Regions from separate parts of the Sus scrofa genome. Here all the other regions are linked to region 1. A link is a contact called in public HiChIP or PLAC-seq data. All regions are on one chromosome and are shown on one strand. Each heading gives the region's core, a stretch centred on a gene start, on an enhancer-like site or on the middle of the called end of the contact. The rest is flanking DNA. Distances are from core to core; before and after follow the strand shown.

What was found. HiChIP or PLAC-seq counts read pairs in DNA pulled down with a chosen protein or histone mark.
Region 2: a contact with region 1 is called in an H3K27ac HiChIP or PLAC-seq map of alveolar macrophages. The contact joins the promoter of EIF3L here to the promoter of PDXP in region 1. A contact is called at or near these places in 1 of 5 promoter capture datasets (fetal skeletal muscle) and 2 of 2 datasets of contacts at active chromatin or transcription factors (alveolar macrophages and skeletal muscle).
Region 3: a contact with region 1 is called in an H3K27ac HiChIP or PLAC-seq map of alveolar macrophages. The contact joins the promoter of POLR2F here to the promoter of PDXP in region 1. A contact is called at or near these places in 1 of 5 promoter capture datasets (fetal liver) and 1 of 2 datasets of contacts at active chromatin or transcription factors (alveolar macrophages).

What each region holds. Positions count from the first base shown.
Region 1 is chr5:10,167,086-10,171,281 of Sscrofa11.1, forward strand. PDXP (pyridoxal phosphate phosphatase) reads right to left here and starts at 2,641. Exons shown (of 2, transcript XM_021091503.1): 1 at 1,801-2,641. The coding sequence starts at 2,374.
Region 2 is chr5:9,994,758-9,999,210 of Sscrofa11.1, forward strand. It overlaps EIF3L (eukaryotic translation initiation factor 3 subunit L), which reads right to left and starts at 1,308. Exons shown (of 13, transcript NM_001244086.1): 1 at 1,204-1,308; 2 at 616-664. The coding sequence starts at 1,236.
Region 3 is chr5:9,915,485-9,919,376 of Sscrofa11.1, forward strand. POLR2F (DNA-directed RNA polymerases I, II, and III subunit RPABC2) reads right to left here and starts at 2,237. Exons shown (of 5, transcript XM_003481541.3): 1 at 2,106-2,237; 2 at 352-421. The coding sequence starts at 2,125. It overlaps C5H22orf23 (UPF0193 protein EVG1), which reads left to right and starts at 2,302. Exons shown (of 7, transcript XM_003481544.4): 1 at 2,302-2,560; 2 at 2,751-2,862. The coding sequence starts at 2,760.

The DNA.
Region 1 (4,196 bases), core at 1,391-3,890:
TGACGTATGCCTAAGACAGCAGGCATTTCTATCTGCCAGCTCAAGTGGCTGCCAGGTGGTAGTAAGGTAAAACACACAATTTAGGAGACCCATAAGGATGGAGGAGAGGGAAGAGGGGTGCGAGATCTGCATTTCAGATTTTATCCATATTTGGGATATTTAATAAGATTTTTACTCCACTCTCAAAGCTGCATGATTCTGTTGTGCACACACAGGACAGCGGCACTGTGTTTGTTAAGCTCTGCCTCCCCCTCTTGGCTGTGGGGATGACCAGCAGAGCCGGCAGGCAGAGCCAAGTGGGTGTTGAGACCCAAGGGGCACATGTGGGCGGGGCCTGGTCTCTCCCCAGCTCCCCCACACCATCCTTCCGGAGCCCCTGGGGGAGCGTCTTAACCCAGAGCCTTAACCTGAGCTTTGAGGCCTCTGGAGAAACCCACTTTTCATGGCATGGCCTAGGGCAGGCAGGAGCTGCTGCAGCTGGGAGCCCTGACCAGTGCCCTCACCTGGGATTTATCGGGAAACGGAGACAGAAGTGGTCATGCAGCTACGAGGTCTGCAGCAAAGCTAAGACAGGCCTAGGATGATAAGATTCCCAGCCTGGAACTGGTTCTGCCATGGTCCAAACCCTGCTCTATCCCCTAGTGTCCTGTCCCGCAAGATGCCTCCTCCAGGAAGCCCTCCCAGATCTCCTCGGCTCTAGACTCTCCCTGCCTTCGCATCATAATACTGCATCTATTCCTCCGTCAATTCCACTCTGCCCTCCCAGGATCGGATATCAATTGAGTCAGTGGCCAGCAGGGAGGGTGTGATGGAGAGCCATCTCCACCCTCAGCCTACCGCCTGCACACTCACTATTGTCACTTAGCCTCTTCTTACCATCTGCTCTTGTCTAACTTGAACGCTCCAAGATGTAGGAGTCTCGACTGTTCCTGCCTCCTCTGCAGTTCTGAATTCCCAGATGACAGCCTTGGATGGAGGGGGTGGGATTTCGGGGTTCGGGTAAGGTGGTCTCAAGAGCCAAGTTCAGGTCCTCTTGCTCTTGGGCAGCTCACTTCCCTCCTCTTAGCCTCAGTTTGTTTAACTAAAAAATGGGACAATAACTTCCATCTCCAGAGTAATTTTGAAACTAAATAACAGATACCAAGGCGCTTCACACAACTCTGTAACATGAGAAGGCTCCTGATAAAATTGGCATCATCTGAGCACCTACTATGTAACAGACATTCCCCTGATCACTCTCTCCATGAAACTGCCATGTTTAGTATTCCCACTTTACACCCAGTGTAGAGATGCTCCAAGGTTACATAACTCAAAAAGATTACAGAGCCTTGGAGCTGGAAGTGGAACTCAGGTCAAACTCCATCCACCTCGGGCTCCCCACCCACCTGCCTTCAACCTGCCCCTGGAAACGTGTTCCAACAGTCCAGTTCTTCCACACCTTATCCCCAACTCTCCGACCTCACCCCGACGACGAGTGGGGCAAAATGAGCCCCTGAAGATGGTTCAAGAAGGCTTGGGTTCCTAATCCAGGGAGTCGGAGCCCTGGATTCTGTCTGCAGCTCCCTGATCCACAGTGGGCCTCGGTTTCCTCATTTGTCAAAGGGAGACCCCAGGGCTGCCCTTCACAGGCTGCAAGAATCACCAGATGTGGACATGAAAGCATCCTGGGGGACATCCTCACATCCCTCCCGCTCGCCACCTGTCACCTGGGGCCGCCCTTCCCCTCCGCTCACCCCTAGGCCTAGAGGTGAAACCGCAGGCCGCGCCCCAGCTCAGTTTCCCTGCCAGACCCGCGCTCACCTGGGGTCCGGCTGCCATCGCTGAGCGGGTGCCACGGGTCGCGGTCGGTGGCCACCAGCAGGCAGTCGGGGTCGCGCAGGTGCGCGCAGGCCTCGCTCAGCTTGGCGAAGGAGAAGTGCTCGTCGTAGCCCACCAGCACGGCGCGCACGCGCGGGGCCGCGCCCGGGTCCTCGCCGGGGTCCCCCGCCAGGCGCAGCCCCGCGGCGCGCAGCTCGGCCCGCAGCCCCTCGCCGCCCAGCACGAATACCGCGCCCTGCGTGTCCGGAGGCCCGAGCAGGCGCTGGCGCAGCAAGCGCGCGGCGCACAGTGCGGAGCTGAAGAGCTGCTCGGCGCGCAGCCCCCTGAAGCCGAGGCGCGCGAAGCGGAGGGCCAGCTCGGGCCGCGCGCGCCGGCTGTTATTGCTCACGAAGAACGCCTCCTTGCCAGCCCGCGCCAGGCGCTCCAGCAGCTCCGGGGCGCCCGGCACAGCGCGCTCGCCGTTCCACAGCACCCCGTCGCAGTCGAACAGGACCCCCTGCGCCCGGCCCAGCACGTCGCGCAGGGCCGCGCCGCGAAGCCGCTCGCAGCGCGCCATGCAGCCGGGTGGCTGCCCGCACGCCCGCGCCGCGCCGCTCTCTTTCCACGGGCACGGCGCGCTCGCCTCGCAGCCAACCAGTCCCCGCCACCTGCCAATCGGCGCGCTGGAAGAGCCAGGGGGCGGGGTCACCGAGGGCGAGTCTCGGGAGCAGAGGGACTGCGAGCTAACCCAGCCGAAGAAAAGAGCGGAATTACGGCCGCCACCGAGGCAAGAGGACTAATAAAGGCCTAGCCTGCTCTTTCGTCCCTCCCCTTGCTCCGTTGGGCGAGCAGCCGTGGAGCTTCTGCCCAACAGGAGGGTGGGAAGCTCAGAGACTGACACTCCTTTTGCCCAATAAGAAGTTAGGACTAGAAACTAGCCCGCCGCGTTTGCCCAGCCAATCAGAAGCTTAAGACAGCTGGTTGCTAGGAGGAAAATAGATGCTAAAGATGTTATCTTTGGGTCAAATCTCATTGCCCTCTGACCCGTGGACGCTCTAGTTCCGAGCGAAGTCCTGAGAAGCGGGTAGGTGTGCTGGGGAGAGTGGCACATGGTGTCCTCTCGGACGCTGGAGCCCTTGGCCTAGACCAGTGGCTTTCCACCCTGGCCGAAGAGTCCCCTGGAGAATGGAATTTTTTTTTTTTTTTTTGAGATATAATTTCCGCCCAGCAAGATGCGTAGGTCTTAACTGTGCAGTTCGATGACTTTTGACAAACGTTTTAAAAAATACCAATGTGTGGCAGGACCTCAGAATTGTTAGCTTAATTGCTTTGGATGAGGCCCAGCTTTAAAAAAAAAAAAATTAACGAAAAAATTACTCAGGGATTCTGTCGTGAGGCCAGAGAGGCACTGGGCTAGAGGCAGCCGGTCACCGGTGGACCCTGGAGAGGGGAGACAGAGCAGCAGTGGCCAGTTGCCCAGGGCGGAGATAGGACCTGGCTGCCTAGGTCCTTACTAGGGGAGGGATGTGTCACACAATTCTGAGATTGTCTGCCAACCTCTGAGAGGGCTCTGAAGACCTGTCTGACCCTCAGGAGCAAATGAAGCTTCAAAGACCTGGGAAAAGCCACATCCTGTCACTCAGGCTCTGAGGCTGACAGTTCTTGCTCCCCAGCGCCCTGGACTTTTGCTCCTGGCCTTTGCATAGCTGGTCTCCTCAGCTCAGAATATTCTTCCTTCTTTTCTTTTTTTACCTGGCCAGCTCCTGAAAGACTCCCCCCCCTCAATATCACCTTCTCCTGGAAGCCCTCTTTTTTCCTTTTTCTTTCCCCCCCGTTTTTGGCTACCTGGTGGCATATGGAATTCCTGGGCCCGGGGATCAGATTTGAGCCATAGTTGCAACTTAAGCCACCACTGCAGCAATGCCAGATCCTTAACCCGCAGTGCCGGCCCAGGGATTGAACCTGTGTCCTATTGCTCCCAAGACGCCTTTATCCTATTGCACCACAGTGGGAACTCCCAGGAAGCCTTCTTGACATCCACCTTACACACACACACACACACACACACACACACACACTTGCATATACATACATACCATTTAACCCATGCCAGTCTGGGTTAAATGGCTTGCCCCTAAGTGGGCTAACATGGGCTCCCAGTGCCACAACCCTTGACTCTAATTATATTGTTAGTTCTCCCGTGCATTTCCAGAAGTTCGCAGCATGTAGGGCTGAGCTGGGACCTAATTCAGAGTGGAGCACAGAGCAGCTTTAGGGAATGTTTGAGGACAGATCCATCCCTGATCCACCGAGAGCTTTCCTTGCCTTCTCTGGGAACAGGGAACCCCTCAGGTTGGGGTAAAGACCATCAGCAGAAGCTGTCACTTAGAGGGCACTTC
Region 2 (4,453 bases), core at 58-2,557, 170 kb before region 1:
TTTTTTCACCTAGAAAATGGAAACATTAATTTATGTATTTATAGAACTGCTGTAAGGACTAAATGAAATACTTCACACAAAGTATCCAGGACAACACACGGCACGTACAAAGGGCTAAGTCAAACCAAGTCATCGTAACAACCCAGGAAACCTCAAAAACCTTCCAAAAAGGTTTCATCTGGACTTGGTTTGAATCACTTTTAACTTTTCACAAGATGTCTTCTTCTGGAATTTCCCTGCGGTGCAGTGGATTAAGGATCTGATGTTGTCACTGCAGTAGCTCAGGTCGATGCTGTGGTGAGGGTTCAGTTTCTGGCCCAGTAATCCCCACGTGCCACAGGGGCAGCCCCCCCCCCAAAAGGCTTTTTTCTTCAGCTAATAGTTTAAACAGCTGAGACAGTAATCCTTCCCTTCTGAGACTTTGAGATGGACCATGAAAAAGGCCTGGTTTAATAGGCTATATACCACCCTCCCTTTGAGAGTTAGTAACTTGACTCCAAACCTGGACTATCAAGACGTAGTCTTAAACAGGTGCCCGGCAAAGCTGTTCTGAGACATTCAAAAGGGTGCCAATCCCTAGAAGTACCCAGCTAGCCAGACAAACTGTAGACTCACCTGTGTGCATATCATAGTCGCCCGGGTAAGCATAGGGATCATAAGCAGTCTGTTAACGAAAGAGACAAACAAGACCGTCACCAATTCGTGAATCCAAAATGCTCCTCCTGGGTTCTAAGGATACAAAGGGGGTAAGACGCAGTCCCTGCCTTGGAGGAACTCACATCCCTATGAGAAAAGGGAGAATAAACAGACAACGACAATACCGCGTTGCAGCTGCAATGAGATACAGCAAAGCACAGAAGCTGTGGGAATCGACGAGGTTTGGCAGGACTAAGGCCAGGGCCTAAGAAATCAGAGTTCAATTACAGAAACACAGAACCCTATGACCAGCCTCCGTTCTTGGGCTTCGGAAAGAAAAGGAAAAGAAAACGAGACACGCGAGGTGGGCGGGCTGAGACCAGGCTGATGAGGAGCCGGGAGGGTAGGGTGGCAGCAGTGAGAGCAGTGCTGGCAGAGAGGCCGGCTGGGGCTGGTCGCGGCCCACGGGGGCTCCTAGAGACCCAGACACTGTCCCCCCGCGGGGCCCAACACCCAAAGAGCCCTGTCCATGTTGCGGCGCCCAGAACACGCCTAGGGGCAGCTTACCTCCGACTCATAATCATCAGCGGGATAAGACATGGCTGCGGCGCTCCGAGGCCCAGGAGGAAAGAGCGGAAAAAGCGCACCTCGCCTGCGTCTGGACGCCGGAAGTCCAGCCCATCTCGAGTTGGCTGGGAAACCAGAAGCTCTTCCGGGGCCTTCGGCAACCTGAGGCAGCCATGCTGGGAAGGGCGAATGAGATTAAACACATTATTCCTCTATCTTCAAATAGAGACTCTACAAAGAAGATGACTCAATAGTACTTGAAAACATTCAGAAATAAGGACATGAAATATTTCAGCGTAATAAAGGTTGGGCAAAGTAAGAGAAGCTACAAAATGATGCCACACAAAAGATGGCTGACAGCTCCCGCGGGCGGACCTCTCGCGTGAAGGGAAATTCCGACATGGGGTGGGGGGGGGCTGAATGTGGATTTAGGTGTTAAGCGAGTTGCCTGTAGCGAAAAATGTCTTCAAACGTTTCGACCTCAACAATATAAAGTTACTGGATGTAAAAGTTGAGACTTGGGCGTTGAGAGGGCGTTGAGAAAAGGCGCTTCCCAACTTTGGACATTAAGGTTGCAACAGGCAAAGGTGAAGCCAGCTGCGGTGTGAGGCCGTTGTCGTGGGACCTACCCACGCTTACAGCATGAACTCTCACGCTGTGGGTGGAGTTGGACTCCTGGGGATGACCTAGAGTTAGGGACCGGGTTGTAAAACAAAGCGATACAAGCCAATATGTGGGTCCAGAGCCTTAGGTTAGCCATTTAGAATGGCAATGCCTGGCCCCAGCTTCTCATGTCGCATTTTTGCTTTGAGTTTACTCCTTTGTCTGTAAACCGAGCGGTGATACCATCGTAGGACTAAGCTAAAAGGCTCATGGAGTCCCCGGGACTCTTCGTTGGCTCAAGGAGAGTGCTAATATAGTTACAGGGTTTTTGTGAAATTTGCAAAAGTAATATTTCTACTGCAATTCCTTAGAACCGTTTTCTATTTCAATTTCTCCTGTCACACTTAACCCCTGTGTCTAGTGGCGTTTGGGATTTCAGAGACATTCCTACTGGGAACATTTGAGTTTAGTAAGATATGCTTATGTGATACTCTTCTGGGAATAGTTACTGCCTTCAGTGTATAAGATACAGCTACCACGGGCTGTGGATCAATGGGTGTCTTCAATGAAATATGTATTTAAGGTTAATCAGGGCACTAGAAAGGTTGAAATTAACTGAAAACTTACAGTTAATATAGGAAAAAAGTTTGATACTGGTTGCCCTCAACTTTGACAACTCTCAAAATGTTCATGGCATTACTAAAAAAAGAATTGTGAAGTCAGGAGGAATTTTTCCAAATTATCAATAATAAAATTTTGTGGGAATATAAATTGGTGCAACCACTGTGGAAAACAGTATGAAGATTCCTCAGAAAGCTAAATATAGAATTACCATTTGATCCAGCAATCCACTCCTGGGCATCTATCCAGAGAAAACCATGACTTGAAAAGATACATGAACTCCAATGTTCACTGCAGCACTATATACCATAGCCAAGACATGGAAGCAGCCTAAATATCCATGGACAGAGGAGTGGATAAAGAAGACGTGGTACATATACACAATGGAATATTACTCAGCTGTTAAAAGTAAAGAAATAATGGCATTTGAAGTAACATAGATGGACCTAGAAATTGTCATGCTAAGGGAAGTTAGACAGTGAGACACCAACACCGTATGCTATCACTTACACGTAGAATCTGAAAAAAGGACACAATGGGAGATCCCATCCTGACACAGCTGTGTAGGCCAGCATCTACAGCTCGGATTAGACCCCTAGCCTGGGAATCTCCATATGCTGTGGCACAGCCCTAAAAAGGACAAAAAATAAAAAATAAAAAAAGGACACAATGAACTTCTTTGCAGAACAGATACCGACTCACAGACTTTGAAAACTTACGTTTTCCAAATGAGACAGGTTGGGGGGTGGGGGGATATGCTGAGGATTTGGGATGGAAATGCTATAAAATTGGGTTGTAATGGTCATTGTACAACTATAAATGTAATAAAATTCATTGAGCAATAAAAAATTTGGAGTTCCCGTCGTGGCTCAGCGGTTAACCAACCCTGAGGTCTCGGGTTTGATCCCTGGCCTTACTCAGTGGGTTAAGGATCTGATGTTGCTGTGAGCTGTGGTGTAGGTTGCAGATGTGGCTCAGATCCAGCGTTGCTGCGGCTATGGCATAGGCCGGCGGCTGTAGCTCCAATTTGACCCTTAGCCTGGGAACTTCCCAGGCTAAGGGCTGTGGATGTGGCCCTAAAAAGACATAAATAAATAAATCACTTGATCTATGCTAAAGGAAAGACTAAATTTTCTTTCCATTCTCATTGAGGAAGATGATACAAAATTGTTGTTATATTAAGAGGTAGTCAGAGTTTATCCAACCTAAAAAAGAAAAAAATACGGTGATGTTTCAGAAAATTAATAAATGTACTTCTGGATTTCGTGATGTTTGCACTGTCAGCTTTTTAAGATTGCATGAGTTCCCTTGTGGTGCAGTATGTAAAGGATACATCGTTGTTCCTGCTGTGGCTCAGGTAGCTGCTGTGGCTCGGGTTCCATCCCTGACCAGGGAACTTCCACCTGCAGCAGGCGTGGCCAGAAAAGAAAAAAGAAAAATTACAAATTGCAATTTGTAATTGCAAGATTTCTCCCACAGTGAGTTAATGATTTCTTGTTCTAAATATTTTCCTTCCTAACCTAGTTTTGGTTTTGCAATTTTCTGTTCTTTATTCTTCATATAAGCTTCAGTTACCAGAAACATGGATCCCTTGTTTACACCCATCTACCATGTATTTTATTTGTTTATTTAGGACTTTCCACCTTTTCCAGAATGAGTAACCTAACTTAGAGAATAGTGAAGACTCTGAAAGGACCTTCTTCTCTGGCTACTCTTTCTTACTTTCCTTTGTTTTTTATTTTGTTGTCCCCCCTCCCCCCCCTTTTTTGGCTGCCCGGTGGCACATCTTATGGAATTCCTGGGCCAGGGATCAGATTGAAACCACGGTTGCAACCTTGGAGGCAGCAGCAGCAATGCTGCATCCTTTCACCCACTGTGTGGGGCCGGGGATCAAGCCTGCATCCTGGCATTGCAGAGATGCTGCTGATCCTGTTGCATCACAGCAGGGACTCTACTTTCCTCTGTGGATTCCTCCTCATCTCTCCAATCACTAAATAGTGGACTGGCCTCCTCCCAGGCCTTGGTC
Region 3 (3,892 bases), core at 987-3,486, 250 kb before region 1:
GGCCCTTACCTCTCCAGCTTTATTCCAGGTCACTCTCCCCCTTGCTCTTTATGTAGCCCCACCCTGCAGCGCTCCTGGTACACAATAAACATTCAACACATGTTTGCTCAATGAATGAAGGGGATATTTCACCTGTCAGTAAACTAACCACCCCAGAAGCTACAGGCTGTGGTCCAAGTGGACAAAATCCTTCAGGCCCACCCTGCGGGCCACCTCCACCACCCAGGACTAGACCTCTCCTCACTCTAACTGGCCTCACTACAGACAAGAAGCAGATGCATTCAGTCATCACTGGCCGGGCTATCTGGCAACTTGGGCTGCCGAGAGGAGAGCCCAAGGCTAAACACTTACCTCCTCGGCATTTTCCAAGTCATCTAGCCCTTCGTCCTCCTCCACATCGTCAAAGTCATCGCCATCAAAACTGTACAAGAAGAAAGCAGAGCATCACTTACAAGAATCAAAGAGGGCATAGATCTGATAAGCAGGAGGTGCTCAATAAATATGCACTTACTGAGTAAATCATTTTATAATAATAATTTATTAAGTCATTTGATGTCCTCAACTTACTAAAACAAAGCTTCCTTTTCTTTTCTTTTGGTTTTGTCTTTTCTAGGGCCACACCCGCGGCACGTGGAAGTTCCCAGGCTAGGAGTTTAATCAGAGCTGTAGCCACCAGCCTACACCAGAGCCACAGCAATGCCAGAGCCAAGCCGCATCTGTGACCTACACCACAGCTCATGGCAACGCCGGATCCTTAACCCACTGAGCAAGGCCAGGGATCAAACCTGCAACCTCATGGTTCCTAGTCAGATTCGTTAACCACTGAGCCATGACAGGAACGCCAAAGCTTCCTTTTCTATTCCCTCCAGAGCCCTATTTCCATGCCCCCCTGTGGGAGAAAAATTCATGAAAGAGTCGTCCATCTTCGCCATTTCCAATTCTTCTCCTCACATTCTGTCATCATCTCACTCCCAAAGACTTTCAGCTCCTTGGCTCCACCAAAACCACTCCTTTCAAGTTCATCAATGATTTGCACGTTGCTAAATCCACTGGTCTATTCTTGTTCTCATTTAGCCTGATCTGTCAGGTGGCACACCGAATCACTCCCTCTCACTCAAAACACTCTCCACTGGAGTTCCCGCTGCGGCGCAACAGGACTGGCAGCATCTCTGGAGCACTGGGACACAGGTTCGAGCCCTGGCCCGGCACAGTGGGTTAAGGATCCAGCACTGCTGCAGCTGTGCCATAGGTCACAACTGTGGCTCGGACCTGATCCCAGGCCCAGGAACTCCAGATGCCACAAGGGCGACCAAGAAAGAAAGAAAGAAAAGGACACCTCGCGGTCTTGGTGTTCCCCCGCCTCACAGTGGCTCTTTCTCAGCTTCTCTTCCCTCCAGGCACTCCACAGTTAGGATGCTCTGACGCTCATTCATCTCCTCTTCTCTACTGACCACCCACCCCCCTGCCGCCTCCCCATGATCGCCCCCTCTCTTAGCTTTGACTAATACTCTTATGCTAAAGACGCCTCTATTTTTGTCTCTCCTCCACACATTCAGGGAATCTTTCCGGTTCTAGCTTCAAAATAAACCCAGAAATCAAAACCACTTCTCACTACCTCTACTACGATTACCTAGTACAAGTCACTCCTTTTTTTTTCCTGGATTACCGCAAGCCTCCCAGACTTTTACCACCTCAAGTCTCCCCAGACCCTCCGCTGGGTTTCTTTTACATACTTCGTGCAATTCACACGACCCCTGCAGTATCCGTCTGTGGGCCTGTCCCCTTTTCTAGAAAGGGCCCCCTACCTGAAGAGCAGGAGCTATGCCTAATTCACCTCAGTAATTCCAAATCAAGAGACAGAGCCCGACTCCGTGAAAGTTTGTGGAAAGATACCACGTTCACTGATTCTCTCCGGATCCTCAAACTGGGGCTTTTCTTGGCCCAGCCTGTGACCAGGTCTAAGCTCCTGGTCCCCCCGCCTTTCCCTTCTTCAGCTCCGCGGGCCCCTCAATACCCCCAGTCCCCTCACGCATTGCCCCTCGGTTAACGGCTCCTTAACCTCCTTTGACCAGGCTCGGCAAAGCTCACTTTGCTCCCGCACTCACTTGTCCTCGTTGTCAGACATGACGCCCGCGCCGCAGCTCCCTGGTTCTGCGCTAAGAGTCGCGCGGAGACCCGCAAACTGCGCGCCTCCGCCACGAGCTGCGCCACGCGCACTCTGCGCCTGCGCTGTGACCTAGAGGCAATTGCTTCCGGGAGGATCGGCAGGGCGATAGTGCGCACGCGCCGAGAAGCTAGAGCTTGTTACCATGGTAGCCAGAGTGTATAACCAGAGCTTGAGCAGCGGAGATCTCAAAAGCATTCCTGCAGGGCTCCGGCGCGGGTGCTCCTTCAGAGCCTAGCGGCCACTCTCAGTGGGCACCCAGCCGGAGTCTTACCTAAGAGTGAGGTTTCCGTTTGGGTCTATCACACAACGGGCAAGGTTACCCTAACGCCCCTTTCCTCCAGAGGTGGCTTCCCTGCCACAGGCGCCGGGTCTGGATGAGGTCTCTGTTCGCATGTGTGTATCTGCCAGTGGATCTGTTCCGGGTGGGAGGATTGGGCACTGTCGCGATATTGATGGGCGGCGTCACGATTCTCTTGCGGGCCCCGCCCCCGCCAGACCCAAACTTTGGGTGGTGTTGGGGATGCGGAAGCAGAGGTTGTATATGGGAGACAGGGGGTGTGTCGTCGCGTTTTTCCCTCCTCAGAGCCCTCCCATGGCTTCCCAGGAGAGGGTGGAGACTGTGACCAAAGGAACTGGCTTCTGGCGCTGCCCCAAGCCGGCCGCTTACACCCCAAGAACCTGCGAGCTGCTCAGAGGTCAGTGGTGGTCGGGCGGGGCGGGGCGGTGGTGTCAGTGCATGAAAGGACAAAAGGAGAGCGGTAGTCACTGTTAACCTCTGTAACTCAGTTCTCACCTGCATGACTTATGGCTTGCAATTGCTGTTTTCATTTTTCAGATAAGAAGCCTGGGGTTCAGGAAAGTTTGGGGGTCCTGCAACTCGAAAGTGGCCAAAAGTCAAAGAACTCACGAATTTTAGAGTAGTTAACTGCTATGCATCCCTTATATCACACTTTTTTTTTTTTGGTTATTCTTTTTTTTTGTAATTGTTATTTCCCCAATACAATTTTTTTTTTCCTACTGTACAGCATGGTGACCCAGTGACACATACTATATCACACTTTCAATTTCTCCAGAGAAGCCTTATTTCCTCCCCACCCACCACCAACACAGTGCAACCAACCGTTAGGTGCCCACACACTCCCAGTGCCTTTTCCTTCACTGGGCTTAGCGTAACCTGTAGTCAGATACCTTGTGTGTCCCTATGAATTCATGTTGAATTAACATCCATCTGCCCTTCTAGTTCATGAACTCCCATCAGGACACGGTGCCTGTTTTGGCTCGCAATTGTAACTCCAGCCCCTGGCACATGCTTAATGACTGCTTGTTCATTCACTCAACAACAACAAAAAAAGATTTTAAGCCCACTGTGAGCTTTTAGACATTGTTCCAGTTGCTGATGATACAGCAGTAAAAAAAAAAAAAAAAAAAGAAAAAGAAAAAAAAATCTTGTGGAGTTCCCTTCGTGGCTCGTGGAAACAAATCTGACTAGCATCCATAAGGACGCAGATTCCATCCCTGGCCTCACTCAGTGGGTTAAGGAGCCAGCATTGCCATGAGCTGTGGTGTAGGTCGCAGACATGGTCGGATCTGGCATTCCTGTGGCTGTGGTGTAGACCAATGGCTACAACTCCGATTCAACCTCTAGCCTGAGAACTTCCATTTGCAGCAGGTGTGGCCCTAAAAAGGCAAAACAGAAAAAAGAAAAAAGACTTGCATCCATGGAGC